Regions from separate parts of the Zea mays genome. Here region 2 is linked to region 1. Evidence: chromatin contacts called from public Hi-C data. All regions are on one chromosome and are shown on one strand. The core of a region is the stretch at or near the end of the contact, and the rest is flanking DNA. Distances in the headings are between cores, read along the strand shown. Region 1 holds the start of LOC100272508. Region 2 holds the start of LOC100383089.

Region 1 (7,472 bases), core at 2,966-5,465:
ACAGACGACGAGATTCGGGCGCGGACAACAGAGAGGAGAGCGGGGGCGAGAGAGACGGTCAGACGCGCGCAGATGGCGGGCGGGGATGGCTGCTGGTGTTGAACGGAGGGTGTCGCGGGTGGGAGTGGGGGCAGAACCGTGCACCACATCTTGTGGACGCCTACACTGTAGTCTTAAGTAGTACTAGAGATTATTAATTATGAAAAAGATGTTCTTGGCCTTGAATTGAGTTGTTTAACTAACCATGACGTAATTATGCGTGTAACATATCTTTTTAACTTCTGATGTACATGTCTCAAGCACATAGATGGTGGTTGATGGTGAAGGTTAAGTGGATTTGTGTCGAAGGACTCAGAGCGTTGAAGGATGAATGTCGAGGCTTGACTAAGGGATTGGAGAAGTGAAAGGACCGACCGCGGGGGTGCCTAGTACCTGGGGTTATTGATAAGTGCAAGTGTATATGAAGGAGTAGATCGTATTTACCAAATCAAGACAATGGTCGACCAAGTTATGCGGAGGGTCTGGAAGACTTGGTGATTGGATGGTTGAGGATTGGTGGTAACACGTGCTAATATCATGGAGGGAGCATGTCAGACATGACTCACGATGGGTATGGTGGTTTGGGCCTCAAACCCACCGGGTCGATGTTTTCTCATGTTTGGTCCTCAAAACCTAGGCAGAGTTTGAGTAGGAACTAGAGACGTCACATGGCGTCGTCGTGAAGCTTGCGTCAATGCGAAATAAAGTCGTGAAGGGCACGTGGCTATCAGATCTACAAAACTTGAGTTGGACCATAACACCCCCGAGGTCAAGTGGTTCCACTCTAACTACCTAGGGGCAAGTTGAGAATATGTAATAGCCCTGTAAATAATGGGGTGACAGATCGAATCATCTTCATATCTCTAGCACTTCATTTGTTTTCATCCTTTTTAGGTTTTGTCTTCCTTTAGTCTACTTTTAAGATCCACAGATGTTTTAGACACTACATAATATTTAATCTGTGTAAACTTTGATAGTGAAAATGTCACATTTTCACATACTCAACACACCATCAACAACCTCAGAATAAAAGTAACATAAGTATACCACAAGTTTATTTTATCAAATAATAAGTTCCATATGTATATGGAGTATTTTTTGTAGAATATTATAAAATGGAGAATTGTGGGACCCACGAGTGGTGGATCTAGAAATTGGTCAAGACCTGGGCTGAAACGATTATAAACTTTCAACAGTAGCATATAAAGAAAAATTGTATGGCGAAAAACATTATTATAGATGTTAAAGATAACATACAAGTTATGAAGTGGCTCCTCCTTCCAAACACATCATACCAATATAAACGGTAGTGCTTCTTGCATAATGAAGTCTTGATCGGTTTAATATATGATACCAATAGTTAGAAGCATGCATATCTTCAACATACCATAGCACTTATGGAAGAGTGAAATCTAAAATACCACTCCATCGTGCCTAGAGCCACACTTGAGTACTTGACACCAGGATCCTCTGACATCCTTTTCTCAAAAAGTTCAATCATGATCAAGACCAACAAAGCCAAAACACATGAATCCACAAACATCCACCATCTCCGTATACTCTTGATCTAGGCTAAACTTCTCTCCTGTGCGATACATATCATTGAAGTCTGCGATACATAGACACAACAGCTGTGGTATGGCCATAATTGATTTAACTATGTCCCATGTCTCGTGTCTTTCCGATAGCTCCTACGCTTCACCGCACACACAAGTGAGTTGCCATGGATCTTCCCCGCTCTCTATAATGAAAATATCAATGATGAGAATATGGGAAATTTGTGCTCTTGTTTTATGATTCCAGAAGATGGCAAGACCACCACTACGTAAGGGTGGTAATGATCTCCGATTTTTATACTATAGAATTTAAAGATCGAATTTAATTATCGAAATAAATTAGTATTAGATTCTGTTTCTATTTGTTTTTAAACTAAAAATAATTAAGAACTCAAACAAACCGTGAAGAAATATTTAGATCATGTTCCACTGCTTAGAACAAAAGAATATTCAAAACTTAGAGTACTCTTCAAACTTTCTATCCTTTGCTTTATGGGTTGAGTTTTGAGAACACATAGCACGATAGGAGTCTAGGAGAAACACTTTTTGCTAGATCATAAAGTTCCTTCATTATCTTGGTGCGGCGTTGCCTAAACTACGAAAATGCAACTGACACAACTTGTAAAATTTGCATTGTGGAGAAATTCCATTCCCTCTGGACTGGATTGGATTGCATGCATACAACGGATCAATTCAATAGTGAGTCTATTGTCGTAGCTAGCAAATCAACACTATTTTGTTCACTTATCATCTACCATCCCCGCTGAGGCAAACTAACATACAAAAATTCCCAAAAGGCCATTGTTTCTTGTATTCCTTATAAATACGAAGACATAGAATCACATATGGAGATGCCTTCTTTTGGGAATTGTAGTAATAATCTATTTGATGTGGCAGCAGCAACTGAGACTCTAGTTGTAACATGGTATGGTACTAGTGGCAATTGTTCTAGATGTGTTGCTGATATAAGTAGAAGAAGCATCAGTTGTACAACCAACCAACTAAACCACTCAGAAACCTGGAGAAATAACAACCAACTAAGCATCAATTGTTTTACTAATAAGTATGCTATAACATTGTTTTAGTAATAACTATACTACTAATATTGTTTTACTAACAACTATGCATTCCTTTGTGCAAAATAATATTTTTTTCTCTTATATCTGGACTTATTGCAAGTGCCAGTAGTTTTTGGGTAACCAAGTAAATTAAACTATGTGCCAATTTGTGTTAATTGTAGGGTGCTAGGTGGAAGCAACATATGAAGTTGACATGGAGAAGGAAAATGCAACGACAGTCCACATGAAGGTTGTGAAAAAGGAGTTAAACTCATAATCCATTCTAGTGCCAAAGTTTATAACGAAGAGACTTGTACTCCATCTATTTGTACATGTGAACGAAGATGAACTTATGTGATGTGATGACAGATGAATTAACTTTGTTGGATATTAGATGTTATTCAAATTAAACTTTGTTGGATATTAGATGATCATGTCGCGCAATTTTTAGATTTTTTAGTGATGTTTCATTGTGTTCTAAATTTTCTAAATATTTCTTATTTTATTTGATTTTTATGATCTTTGAAGTATTTTGTTTCAAAAGGGGTTTTTAGTCCCTTGGTTGCCAAACAGTGGCAAGGAAGTACACCCGAGTGGGGAAAATACTCCTAGGAAATTGATATGATATTTAAAAACCCCTTGGTGGATTACTTTCCCAGGTTTTTTATAATCTTATTGCCAAACTAGCCTAAGGGTTATTTTCTTAAAAAATTTATTTTATTTTTCCTTTGAGAAATAGAAATCTACTATAAAAATAAAGTTTCCCCGCGACTGATCGGCGGAGGAATCATAAAACCGCCCCGGCCGCCACATACGAATGCGTAGCACTCAACATTAGGGATGCAACGAGTATATACCTGTCGGGTAGTACCATTTTATACCTGTACCTATCAAAAAAATTCTACCAGTTAGGTTACCCTCACGGGTATAAAATCTTACCCATACCCATACCCGCGCGGGTAGTTTTACCCGTCGGGTAAACCTTACCCGCTAGGAAAGTTTTAAATTTCAATATATCAATCACTCAAAAATATTCAATAAACATAAAAGACAAGTTCAACTTCACATATAACAAATCATATGATTACATAACTTGATATCTAGACAAATGATAGTTAGAGAAGAGTTTTATTTTAGCTAAGATGCGCTCTATTAAATGGTTATAGTGGTATTGATGCAGATATATTTTATTATGGATAGACGGGTAGGATAGTACCAATCCGTACCCGTACCCATCTACCCAACGGGTAGAGGTTTTTATCCATTAACATACCCACAGATAAAGAGATTATCCCGTACCCGCCTTCATATCGGGTAAAACCCGTCGGGTATTCAGATTCGGGTATCCATTGCCATGTGAGCATACACATACGTTGTACTCTCGTCAGCGGGCTACATTCGAGCCCAGTACTGACGGACTTGAGTTTCAATACAGCCCGCTCAGAGCCCAGCTGGCGCCCCTCGCCGCCTCTCTGAGATCCAACCCAGCTTTCCTCCCTCGCACCCAACCCGCATCCGCATTCCTCGCCGCGCCGCCGCTCTAAACCTCAGAGCCTCAAACCGTCAGAACTCAGAAGTAAACCCCTCCTAGTCTGTCGTCTCTCTTCGCACGCCGCCACCGAGAGGACGAAGGAGCGCGCACGCGCGTGACAGAGTGGTAAGATGGGAGGCGGGCGGAAGCGCGGGCGCACGCAGCGCCGCCACTTCAAGCAGGGCCGCGAGAACGTCTGGAAGCACAACCCTCAGCGTCCTCCCGCCGGCGAAGGAGGAGAGGCGCGAGAGGACAATCCCTCGTGGCAGCCCTTCGCTACCGAGAACCCAGCCTTCGAGGAGTACTACAAGGTATTGCCGCTTGCTTCAGATCACGCCCTGTTTCCTGTTGCGATCTAATGTCCCAAGCTGACATTTGGGTGTTGCTAGCTTTCGATGCTAGTTAGATGGTGGTGGTTGCTCTTCATGTAGGCTGCCTATATGACGATTTGTTGACGTGGTAGGGGCTGATAGTGTTCATTTAAGCTACGTGTTTGTTAGCGTTAGAGTGGAGCCAGAGCTTAAGCTGTTAGAAGGTAGTCAATCCACTTCTACACTTCAGCACCTCCACTCCCGTGCAGCCAGAGACGAAGGCACAAACATGAAAATAAAGGGGAGACCTTTGTCTCTCTCTGATACCAGTTCAACTCAAAAGCTGGCTCTAAGAGTTAGTGCCAAATGTACGGGTATACTGCAATTTGTAGTATTAAGATATTTTTTTGCACTATGCTTATAGTGAGCTTCTTTAGCATGTTGTAGATTTCTTGCAGCTTTTTAGCTTTTCAGTTGGATTTATAATTTTGGAAACTTTGGATTGGGATTTTTTTGCTAATCCTTGTCAATTTGACACATGTATTTGTCTTGCAGGAGCAGCAAATTGTTTCTGAGGAAGAGTGGGATAGCTTCATGAGCATGCTCCGGAAGCCATTACCTGCCACTTTTAGGATTAATGCGAGGTAATTCCTCTCTGAATTATGAAGGTGTATTCATAAGTTTTGCTTTATTGTTTGTTAGGTTGTTTTGACTAAGTGAACGAGGAAGCACTTTGCTTAATAACCAATATTGGACACCACACTCTTGATTACTTCTGCATAGAAGTGTATGCATTGTGTTCGGTACTTTTCCGTGACTCTCACACCTCTGCTTTCAGTTGACAATCTGAAAATTTCCTAGCAGTTCTTCTGTATTCAATTGCATGTTCAGGCTGTAATATCATCTATGTACTGTTAAACTGTGATAACTATACATACTGCCTTATCTTCCTCAGTCCTGCTCTTGAAAGTTGAACCAAATTTGCCTGATCTTGCTTCATTATAAAATGAATGTTGATGTTGTATATCCTGTTCCCAAGAATATTGTTCCATTATTGGCCTGATTCAATCATATAGATAAAACCATTTTGTTCAATTAACTTTGGACTTGATCCCCATGTTGCCCTAGACACTTTTCCTCTTACTTTTTTAAAGGATTATGCTATCTCTATTCTGGTTGGTTTGCTGTTTACATGCTATGAATATGGACTATGGTTCATCAACATTTTTTTTTGTGCACATTGACACTTGTTCACCTTGTAACATGCTCATCTTGCAAGAACCTAAACAGTCATCCATGTAGTTGGACATAATAATTGTACTTGTATGAAATACCTTGGCAGTTTTACCAGAACCCCCTACTTTTATGCTTTGCAACATTTGAGATTAATTACTTTGCCTATTTAGGTGGTTCAATACTCTATTTTAGCATGCTAAACCTTTCTTTGCCAGCTGTCAATTTTTTCAAGATATCTGCTCGCAATTGGAAAACGACTTCAGGAAATCATTAGAGACTGAGGTTGCTTCTAAAACCCATGCATAAGTCTAAGTTAGAGCTAGTGCTTTTGACATTTTCTATTTCTTTCATGGACAGGTGACCGATGATCATGAAGAAGATGCTATTCGGCCTTTGCCTTGGTACCCGGGTAATCTTGCATGGCATTTGAACTTTTCTCGAATGCAGCTGAGGAGAAATCAGGCACTTGAGAGGTAAACACAATAACAGATCAGTCTCTTTTGAGACAATCTTTTCAGGTAGCATATGCAGTAGTATATGGTATATTTTGAGAGAATCTTGTAAAACAGTAGTATGTGAAATTACTTTGAACTTACTATGTTTTCATGTTGAAGGTTGTTGTAAGAGTTTTGAGGTGGTAACTTAAAATAAGTACATATATTTCTTTTGATGCCTTAGACTTGCAGATGCATTGGCTATGTATTCATTTGCAAATAAGAAATAACTAATGCCATATTGTTATGTAAAGATAGGGTTTTCCTTTCCTTTCCTTTTTTTTCTCAAATACGCAGGAGAGGTGCATATCATTATATTAAGAAGAAAAATAGTCAAGGCCGAAGCGGCCAATACAAAAAGTTAAGCCTCATGGAGGCCAGGTACAACCGTACAAGCATACACAAAGGGATCCATAAATCTGAGAAAATGATAAGAACAACTATGGCAAAATCCTCCGGAGGCCTGAAGCACCAGCCAAACACCAGAGCCTAGCATCATCTTTGATGTCCTGCAAAATTTTGGATTTGTTATGTGAGGCACCATTGAAGAAACATGCCTTTCGGTGCTTCCAGATCCACCAGGCCACCAAAATCACAATAGAATTGAAACCCTTTTGTTTGTGAGGAGGAACCCGCAGCTCAGCCACGCTCCACCAATCCTGGAAACTGGAGGAATCTGGGTCAGGAGCTAAAGCCTGTAGGTCGACCATAGATAGGACCTCGAACCAAATTTCTCTAGCAAAGACACATTGGATCAGAATATGTTGGATTGTTTCATCGACTTGATCACAACACAAACAGCTCTCTGGATGCTCCAGGCCACGACGAGCAAGGCAGTCAGCCGTCTAGGTACAGTTCAAAGAGGCCAGCCAAAGGAAATATTTGCATTTCGGCGGAGCCCAGCTCTTCCAGATTCTTTTGGATGGTTCAAACCCCACCACACCAACGAAGAAGCGTTCATACACTGACTTGGACGAATAAGAGCCTGAGGGCGCAGGGAACCAAACATGCTGATCTGGGGCTGAAATGCTGAATACAAATCAACATCCTGCACAAGGTCCCAGAGGATGAAAAATCGTTAAAAGCCTGCAGGGATATGTTGCCTCTGTTATCTCCAGTCCAAAGCGAGCTTGTGAGAGCCTCCTGTCCAAAGCGAGCTTGCTTAGGAGACACTTTGGAACTGCCAGCATCAGTTCAGGTGCCAACTCCGCAATCGAATTTCCAAACAGCCAGCGGTCCTTCCAAAA
Region 2 (7,472 bases), core at 2,640-5,139, 400 kb after region 1:
GGCCTTGACAAAACAAGGAGCCTGCTGCCCTTATCAACTGTACTAGTTTATTTCCCTTCTCGGGGACAGTTCTTTAGTGTTCCCCAGATATGTATTTTTGCAGATTAATCTGTAGCTTGCATTGCAGCTCTAATAACTACTCTAGGAGTATAATAAGACCACTAGCGTGTGACATAATGCATAATCAGGGTTTAGAATAGCGAGTAATTTTGGAGTCTCGGTTTGGATGATCGTAACACCCCCGGCTCCAAGGTTACACCTAACATAGACCTTTACCAAAAATATACTCACTTGCATGTCGCGTGCAGCAGCTGGCTTTGCCACGGCCCGTGGTTTGTTTATGGTTTTCAGAAAGGTGCGGCATACACTTTCCTAAGCACAATTAGAGATCCTGTACCCTATCACATGGGGGTCCGAACGCTGAATTAGCACACGGTGTGTGTCCTCGCAACGTTGAGATATTATGGGCCATCTCAGCTTGTTCTGCAATCGGAAAGATAGGGGAATTCCTCCCCCATAGATCTCCTCTATTTCCATGTCTATTAAATCAGTCCTAAGGATTGTTTGGATACACGAGGATTGAAGGGGGTTTAGGGACATATAATCTTTTGTTAGTCATTCATGCATCCAAATAAGCCCTAAGTTAAAGGTTCCGGGTTCGACATAGTCTCTCAATAAAATAATATAGATGATGAAGTTTGCCTTAGTTATTCTTTCTCCAGACCGTATTCATGTGTGAGAGCCGCCAACAATAAGTCTGTACCTTTTTTTTTTATTTGGTTCTGCAATCGAATCATCCATGTTCAACTCTCATCATTCGTTCTTGGTAATGATCCCATTAGAGGGCTGCCTTTTGCGTTCCGTGCCTATCGACGCACCTCTCTAGTAACTGTACGCGCAAACTTTTGAAGCATGTACGTACGAATTATGGTAGGCGTGGTGGATTTGGTCTGATCATTCTGTTCTACTTGGAAGCAGCTTAGCTCTGCCTGTCCCAATCAAAACCCCCCCTTCCCTTCCTGTTCTCTAGTTCCCTGCATCTTACATTGCTATACTGTTCATGTGTTCTGATTGAAAACCCCCAAACCATCTGCTGGGAAGGGGGATGCTCTTGTGATGATCGTCAGGTTTTGAAGGTTTAGCATTAGAGCTTTGTTTGAGCGCGGGAAAAAAAGGAACCTCGTTTGAAGCTGTGGAGCAGGAGGACAGAGTCTGTCTGCACAGGGAGCAGAGCAGGGTGCGATGAACGAATCCGATGACGAAGAAGATCTTATCTCCATACATATAACATGGGCTGTGTGTGTGTGTGTTTTTTCTTCTTCTCTTTTTGCTCTTCACCTTTTAGATACACACTAACCCGAAAGAGACGATTGCCAGCTAATCCCGCGCCAGGCATTGTTCCATTAGTTTACTCGGAGTAGTTTTGGCTGTTATTTCTTGGAGCTGTTTTGCTTGCAGGGAATCCTCTGGCCTCACCAGCACCGAATTGGCCCGGCCCGTTGCCTTGCCGACAAAGATCAACACGACAAGTCTCATCTCATCCATACGAACATTGCGTTTTTTTTATTATTTTTTTCAGTATACGTTTCATCTCTCTATCTCTATCTCTCTCTGATGAAGAGTGATCAGTCCCCTGCTGCCAGCAAACTCTGAGGAGCTGGCTGAGCTGAGCTGAGATCATCCAGGTCCGGTCCTGGCGCAGGCGCATTCGATGTGATGCGAACGCGAGGTACACATGAATATGCACGGCAATGATTGGGGAGGAGGAAGACACAGATCTGCAGCAACCTTTCTGGCGAGCATAATGATGCGCGGGAAGATAATCTGGTGGACGGTCGGGGTCCATTCCATTCCATCCCGCGCCCGGGGCGGATGCGGATGGGGATCCCACCTCCCAGCACCCGGAGCAGGAGGGAAGGTGTGAGTGCGCGACGCCGAGGCCGGCCGCCGCTGCCGTGCACGGAAGAGGGGGGGCGCGGCGCGGCACGGCACGGCACGGCACGGCAGTGGGTCGTGGACGAAGAAAGCGGGGCTGGCTGCGTGGCCGTGGCTAGGAATCTAGTAGCAAGGCTTGTTATCCACGTCGCCCGGGGTGGTCCGCGGAGCTTGCCTTGAGGTCGTGTTCGTATCCTTTTGCCGTCCTTAGTTTAGCATTTCTCCCGAGATTCGGTTCCGGTCTGCTTTCCGTGACCGCTTTAGGGAGGATGGAGCAGCTTAGCGAGGGTCGGTAATGGCAGGCAGGCAGGCAGCTGCTGTGCTGAAGGAAAGGTAAAGTTTAAGCGGGCAGGGAATAACCCAGTAACTTGCAGGCCACTTCTCGGCGGTGTGCATTGGATTGGAGGAGCCGTGGAGATTTTTTATCAGGTTCCTTCCTGATGCTTTTCTTTCTTTCTTTCTTTCTTTGTTCCGGGAGAAACACCCAAGTTTTAAAAGCTTAAGCTTAAGGCCGGGGAGGGGCAGGGCAGGGGAGGGGGGCAAAAGCGTGTTTGGAGTGAATAGAAATATTGCATGGGCGGGAGGAGGCCTGCTTTAACTAATCTAAAGCTAGATTCGAGCCTGTGCGTGGCCCGAGGCTAACGAATAGTTTTTTTAATAAAAAAACTTGTTTATTTGCCGCAAAGAAAGATTTGAGATTAGGGGGGGAATCTGATGAACCCAGAAGCCGCATCTCTTTCATCAGCTGCCCCAAGCTTGCTTGCCCTTAACCGGAAGCTAGCCCAACGATCTAAAGACCCTGCCTTTGATTTTTTTCTCTCTCTCTCTTCTTCTCTCTCAAACCCACCCTCCCCTGTTTCTGCCTCTAAGCTGAAGTAACTGATTTCATGGCCAGTTACCAGATTGGCCTAATAGAAGACTGACCGGAGGATGCACGAGATGTGAAAGAAAGAAAGAAAGTAGGCTTGCTTTGCCGTGGGGGTAAGTAAGGGAGGCAATGCCTCGATCGGCACCCCCACCCCTGCTAATGTTGACCACCATTTTTCTTCTTCAACAAAACTAATCATGCCGATCATGAAGGGCGTGTAAATAATTGGCCGTGCCGACTATAAATTAAATAAAACCCCGGCAGTCAAATAATGATTCGGGGCAGGGGAGGCTGAGGCGAGGGGCATAATTTACAGCCAGGCGCCTCGAGGAAAGCGAGCGAGAGGTTGCGCTTGCGCCCACCATAAACAAATGCCCGTGGGAGTTGGCACTGTCAGGGATGCCGGCACGGTAATGCCCATTGCCCATTGCAGTAGTAGGAGTATTGCTGTGCTGTGTGTGCCGTGCCGTGCCGTGAAGAAGAACCTGATCGATCAGCCAGAGCCAGAGCCAGCCCCCTTCCTCTCTACGCTTGCTCGCTGGCTGTGCGTGTGTGAGAGGGTGAGTCTCCTAGCTACTCGTAGGAAGTAAGTAAACAAAAGCAAAGGTAAACAGCATGATTAAAGCGCTGTTAACAAAGATAAAGCGAAGGCGAGACGCCCTTCAAAATAAGGTCCATCGAGGCTAGCTTAAACAACGCCCGGCCATGATGGTGGTGATTAGGAGGAGTAAAGCGGCTGCCTGCAGCTACTAATCGGTGTGGTGGCTCGCCATGCATGCATGTACCACTCACTAGTCACTAGTCACTACTGGTGAAACTACAACAGCTACTGAACAAGTGCTAGTAGACCCTATAAAATCTGACAAGCCTTTGCCTACAAGCCCCTCTCTCTCTCTGTCTCTCTCACTCTCCCTCCCGTATGGTCTATGCCCTCCCACCCTCTTTCGTAGCGCTTCTTCCTATGCCTCTCGCCGGAACGGAACAGCAGATAGCATCACAATCTCCAGTGGCTGTGGGCATCTTTCCTTTTCCTGCCATAGGCTCTAGGCCGTGACGGGAGCTAGCTTCTCGCTTGCGTGCGTGCTTGCTCCGGCTATCATATTGCCTGCCTGCCTGCCTATGAACCTCTCCGGCCAATGGAGGAGCTACTTCTTCTTCTCTAGCCTTTCTCGTCTCTGATCCACCCATTGACCTTCGGTGCGCCCGGCCACTCTGCGCCGGCCTCTCGCGTGCGTCTCTCGTGTGAGTGCTACAGGCAAGCGAAGCGATGGACATGAACGAGAGCGGCGAGAAAGGGATGGAGGGCAACGCGTCCTCCGGCATCCCGGTGGACTGGCAGACCCAATTCAGCGCCGCCGCCTTCTCGTGCGCGCCGCCGCAGCAGCAGCAGGTTCCCATGATGGACTCCGCCTTCGCGTCCGCCGGCCTGTGGGCGTCCACCTCCCAGGCCATGGCGCTCTCCGACGCGGGCGGCAGGTCGGCCGCGCGGGCCGGCTTCTTGGCGCCGGTCCCCGGTTTCCTCCCGCAGGGCCTCGCCCATTTCCCCGTGGACTCCGGCTTCATCGAGCGCGCCGCGCGGGCTTCCTGCTTCGGCGGCGGCGGCGGCGGCGGGGTGATGGCTGCCTTCGGCGCAGCAGCTGATCATCAACCCATGAACAGCGCGTTCAGTGGATCCTCGGAGGCGCTGCTGGACCACCAGAGGACGAAGGACGGCAGCGACAAGGGCGAGCCGGAGCTCGGCCGGAACGGCCACGACGGGGTTCTGAGCTCGGAGGCGGCTGCTGCGGGGGACTGCTCGTCCAAGGGGACGTCCGACTCCAAGAAGAGGAGAAGGCCTAACGAGGTGACCGCTCTCTCTCTCTCTCTCTCTCTCTCTCTCTCTCTCTCTCTCTCTCTCTCTCTCTCTCTCTCTCTCTCTCTCTCTCTCTCTCTCTCTCTCTCTCTCTCCTTGCTTGCTTTGCTGCTCGTGTCTGCAACTTCCCCGCTGCCGTATAAACTGGATGGATGCTCATGCTCATGCTGTCATGCATCAGGTGATGGGAGGCGATCAGGTCCAGTCGTCGAACCTGCCCGCCGACTCAGCGAACGAGAGCGTGCACAGCAAGGACAAAGGCGAGGAGAGCAGCCTGGCAACAACCACCACCGGACCCGGCAAGTCGAAAGGAAAGGGGGCGAGAGAGACCTCCGAGTCCCAGAAGGAAGACTACATTCATGTCCGAGCTCGGCGCGGACAGGCAACCAACAGCCACAGCCTAGCAGAAAGGGTACGGATTTGATCAACGGGTGGCATCCCCGTGTTTACCGTCTGCTGTGGATCGCGGTCTGGAATTCACACCCCAATGTTTAACCCTGCTTGCTGCGTCTTTTTTTCTCTGCAGTTGAGGAGGGAGAAGATTAGCGAGAGGATGAAGCTGCTGCAGGACCTCGTTCCTGGCTGCAGCAAAGTAGGTCTATCTTCCACACAGAAGAAAGAAAAGGGGAACAGAACTTGCTTGTGTGTTTTTATGTTGGTTTTCATTACAAATGAACATCTCTGTCCATTGGAATCCAGGTCACTGGGAAGGCGGTGATGCTTGACGAGATCATCAACTATGTCCAGTCCCTGCAAAGACAAGTCGAGGTAATCAGTAACTTGTATGTTAAAATACGCACAACTTTGTCTCAATCAAGGCTTAGCTACGAACCAAGTCTTCATTTGGAAGAGAGGAAGTAGAATCGCTAGATACCGAGACTAGAACATGAATAGAATTCTGTACATCCCTTATTACATACTGATCATGGCAAGCATCAAAACATTGAATTGATCTTGTTGCATCATGCAGTTCTTATCAATGAAGCTCGCAACGGTAAACCCAAGGCTCGACCTCAACATAGAAGGGCTTCTATCGAAAGATGTATGATGCTTCCTGCAATCCCATTCTCTCTCTCTCTCTCTCCATTTGTTATACATGTAAGAATCTAACAAAGCCATATATTCTTTACCATCAGCTTCTCCGCTTCCCTGGCGTTCCTTCGTCTTCCCTTGGATTCTCCCCGGAAATGATGCACCCACAGCTGCAGCTCTCGCAGCCAGGCCTGATCCAGGGCGGCGCTGCCGGCATGGCCAATCCGGACGTGTTCAGGAGAATCATGCAGGCACAGTTAAGCGCAAAGGACGGGTCTCAGGTCAGCATCTATTCAGTGTATACGTATGATTCAACAGGTCCTAGCGCAGTTTTCTTAACATCTTCATACGAACATACTGGTGTGCATCAAAATTTACGACGATACTGATGCAAAGCTTTTGGATATCTGTGGAGCAGATGCCGCCCCACGCATTGAATGGGGCATTCAGTGACGTCGCGCAGCAGCAGATGGCGTACCCGTCGTCCCAGGACCTGAGCATCGGGCCGTCGCAGGACGGGTTTCAAATGTGACTGAACATGCCCAGCTGCACATACTAGTAAAAGATGCAAAAAAAGGGCTTCTTCCATCTGAGGAGTATCTGATCGGCGAACGTGCGGGCGCGCAGGGGGCCGCGTATAGCTGCCTGCTGGTGCCGGGAGCAGCAGCGCCTGCTCAGCGCGACGCCTTGAACCGCGTCGACCCACGGCTGTGCCTGTGCTGCTGCATCGGTCAGGTTTTTTTATCGTGTTCAGAAGGAACTGAGGAAAAGCTCGTGGCGCTGGCCTGTGGCGTTGCCTGGATAGATGGCTGGAAATTCTGTCTGTTTCGGCGGTCGCGTGCATTCATGGCATGGCGCGCAGTGCAGTAACAGTGGGCTGCGTGTTGGCACTTGGCACAGCGACCAAATGAGCTGCTGCAGGATGTGATGCAACGCGAGGAGCCTTGTTTTGTTAGTAGTTTCCAATGCTTTTTTTTTGTTTTTGTTTGCATAATAGCTAAGGGTGCAAGAAAACACTCATAAATTTGGGGGTGGGGGGCGGCGGTCCGGCGATGTCTATGTTGAAACATCATACATTTGGCAAATTTCTCCTTGCGCCACAAATCGAAAGGAGGATAGATGGATGCTACGACGTACGATCATGCTCGCGGCGAGAAGATCGTTCGTCGGCCATCGCAGGCTGTCTGTGAGGCCTAACAAACGGTAGGGTGCACGATCGACGGACTACTGGGAGGAGATGTGCTGTGCCGTGTGCCCGTGCATGTCACGTCTACTGTCTAGAGATACAGAGATGTGTCCTTCTCTGGCTTCGACTTGCGACTAAATCATGGCCTGGGAGAAAAAAACTCGGTGATGGCATGGCCTGAAAAACAAAGCTGTACGTGACAGTGAAACTTGTGTGCACTCTACAGTACAGCTGCCACCCAAAGCGGACAAGACAACCGGCGCACGCAGGCAGTACAACAAAGAACAAACAAGCATTTCGATATATATTCCACTCCACCGGTGTCGCCACGGTTCCAGGACGGACAGGCGCTGCTGCTTGGTACCTGCCCGAGGCGTGCCGGCGCGAGGCCGTACGCTGCGGCGATTCCGCCCGCGTGCGGCCAGGCCGCTCGTGGGTGGGAGCTCTGGCGACCGCGACGCCGGATGGGACAAGCGACCTGAGCGTGTGCTCGTCGCGCACTACCATCCTGCTTGCTGCCGGTGGGATTCCGGGCTTCGGCACGTCCCCGCCGCCCGTCCTTGTGTTCTGGGCCGTGCACGACCGGTAGGTAATCTTCT

Evidence for each region. A called contact is a pair of places that touch in the nucleus more often than the background predicts.
Region 2: a contact with region 1 is called in a Hi-C map of leaf, with 5 times the contacts expected there. The contact joins the promoter of LOC100383089 here to the promoter of LOC100272508 in region 1. A contact is called at or near these places in 3 of 25 Hi-C or Micro-C datasets (ear and leaf).

What each region holds. Positions count from the first base shown.
Region 1 is chr7:134,902,099-134,909,570 of Zm-B73-REFERENCE-NAM-5.0, forward strand. It overlaps LOC100272508, which reads left to right and starts at 4,216. Exons shown (of 15, transcript NM_001359732.1): 1 at 4,216-4,495; 2 at 5,051-5,139; 3 at 5,947-6,013; 4 at 6,089-6,204. The coding sequence starts at 4,316.
Region 2 is chr7:135,303,852-135,311,323 of Zm-B73-REFERENCE-NAM-5.0, forward strand. It overlaps LOC100383089, which reads left to right and starts at 3,890. Exons shown (of 7, transcript NM_001366809.1): 1 at 3,890-4,646; 2 at 4,837-5,067; 3 at 5,182-5,247; 4 at 5,355-5,423; 5 at 5,626-5,697; 6 at 5,792-5,968; 7 at 6,106-6,739. The coding sequence starts at 4,071. The coding sequence ends at 6,219. LOC103632897 (pentatricopeptide repeat-containing protein At2g29760, chloroplastic) reads left to right here. Exons shown (of 3, transcript XM_008654612.4): 3 at 1,102-1,167. The coding sequence ends at 1,117.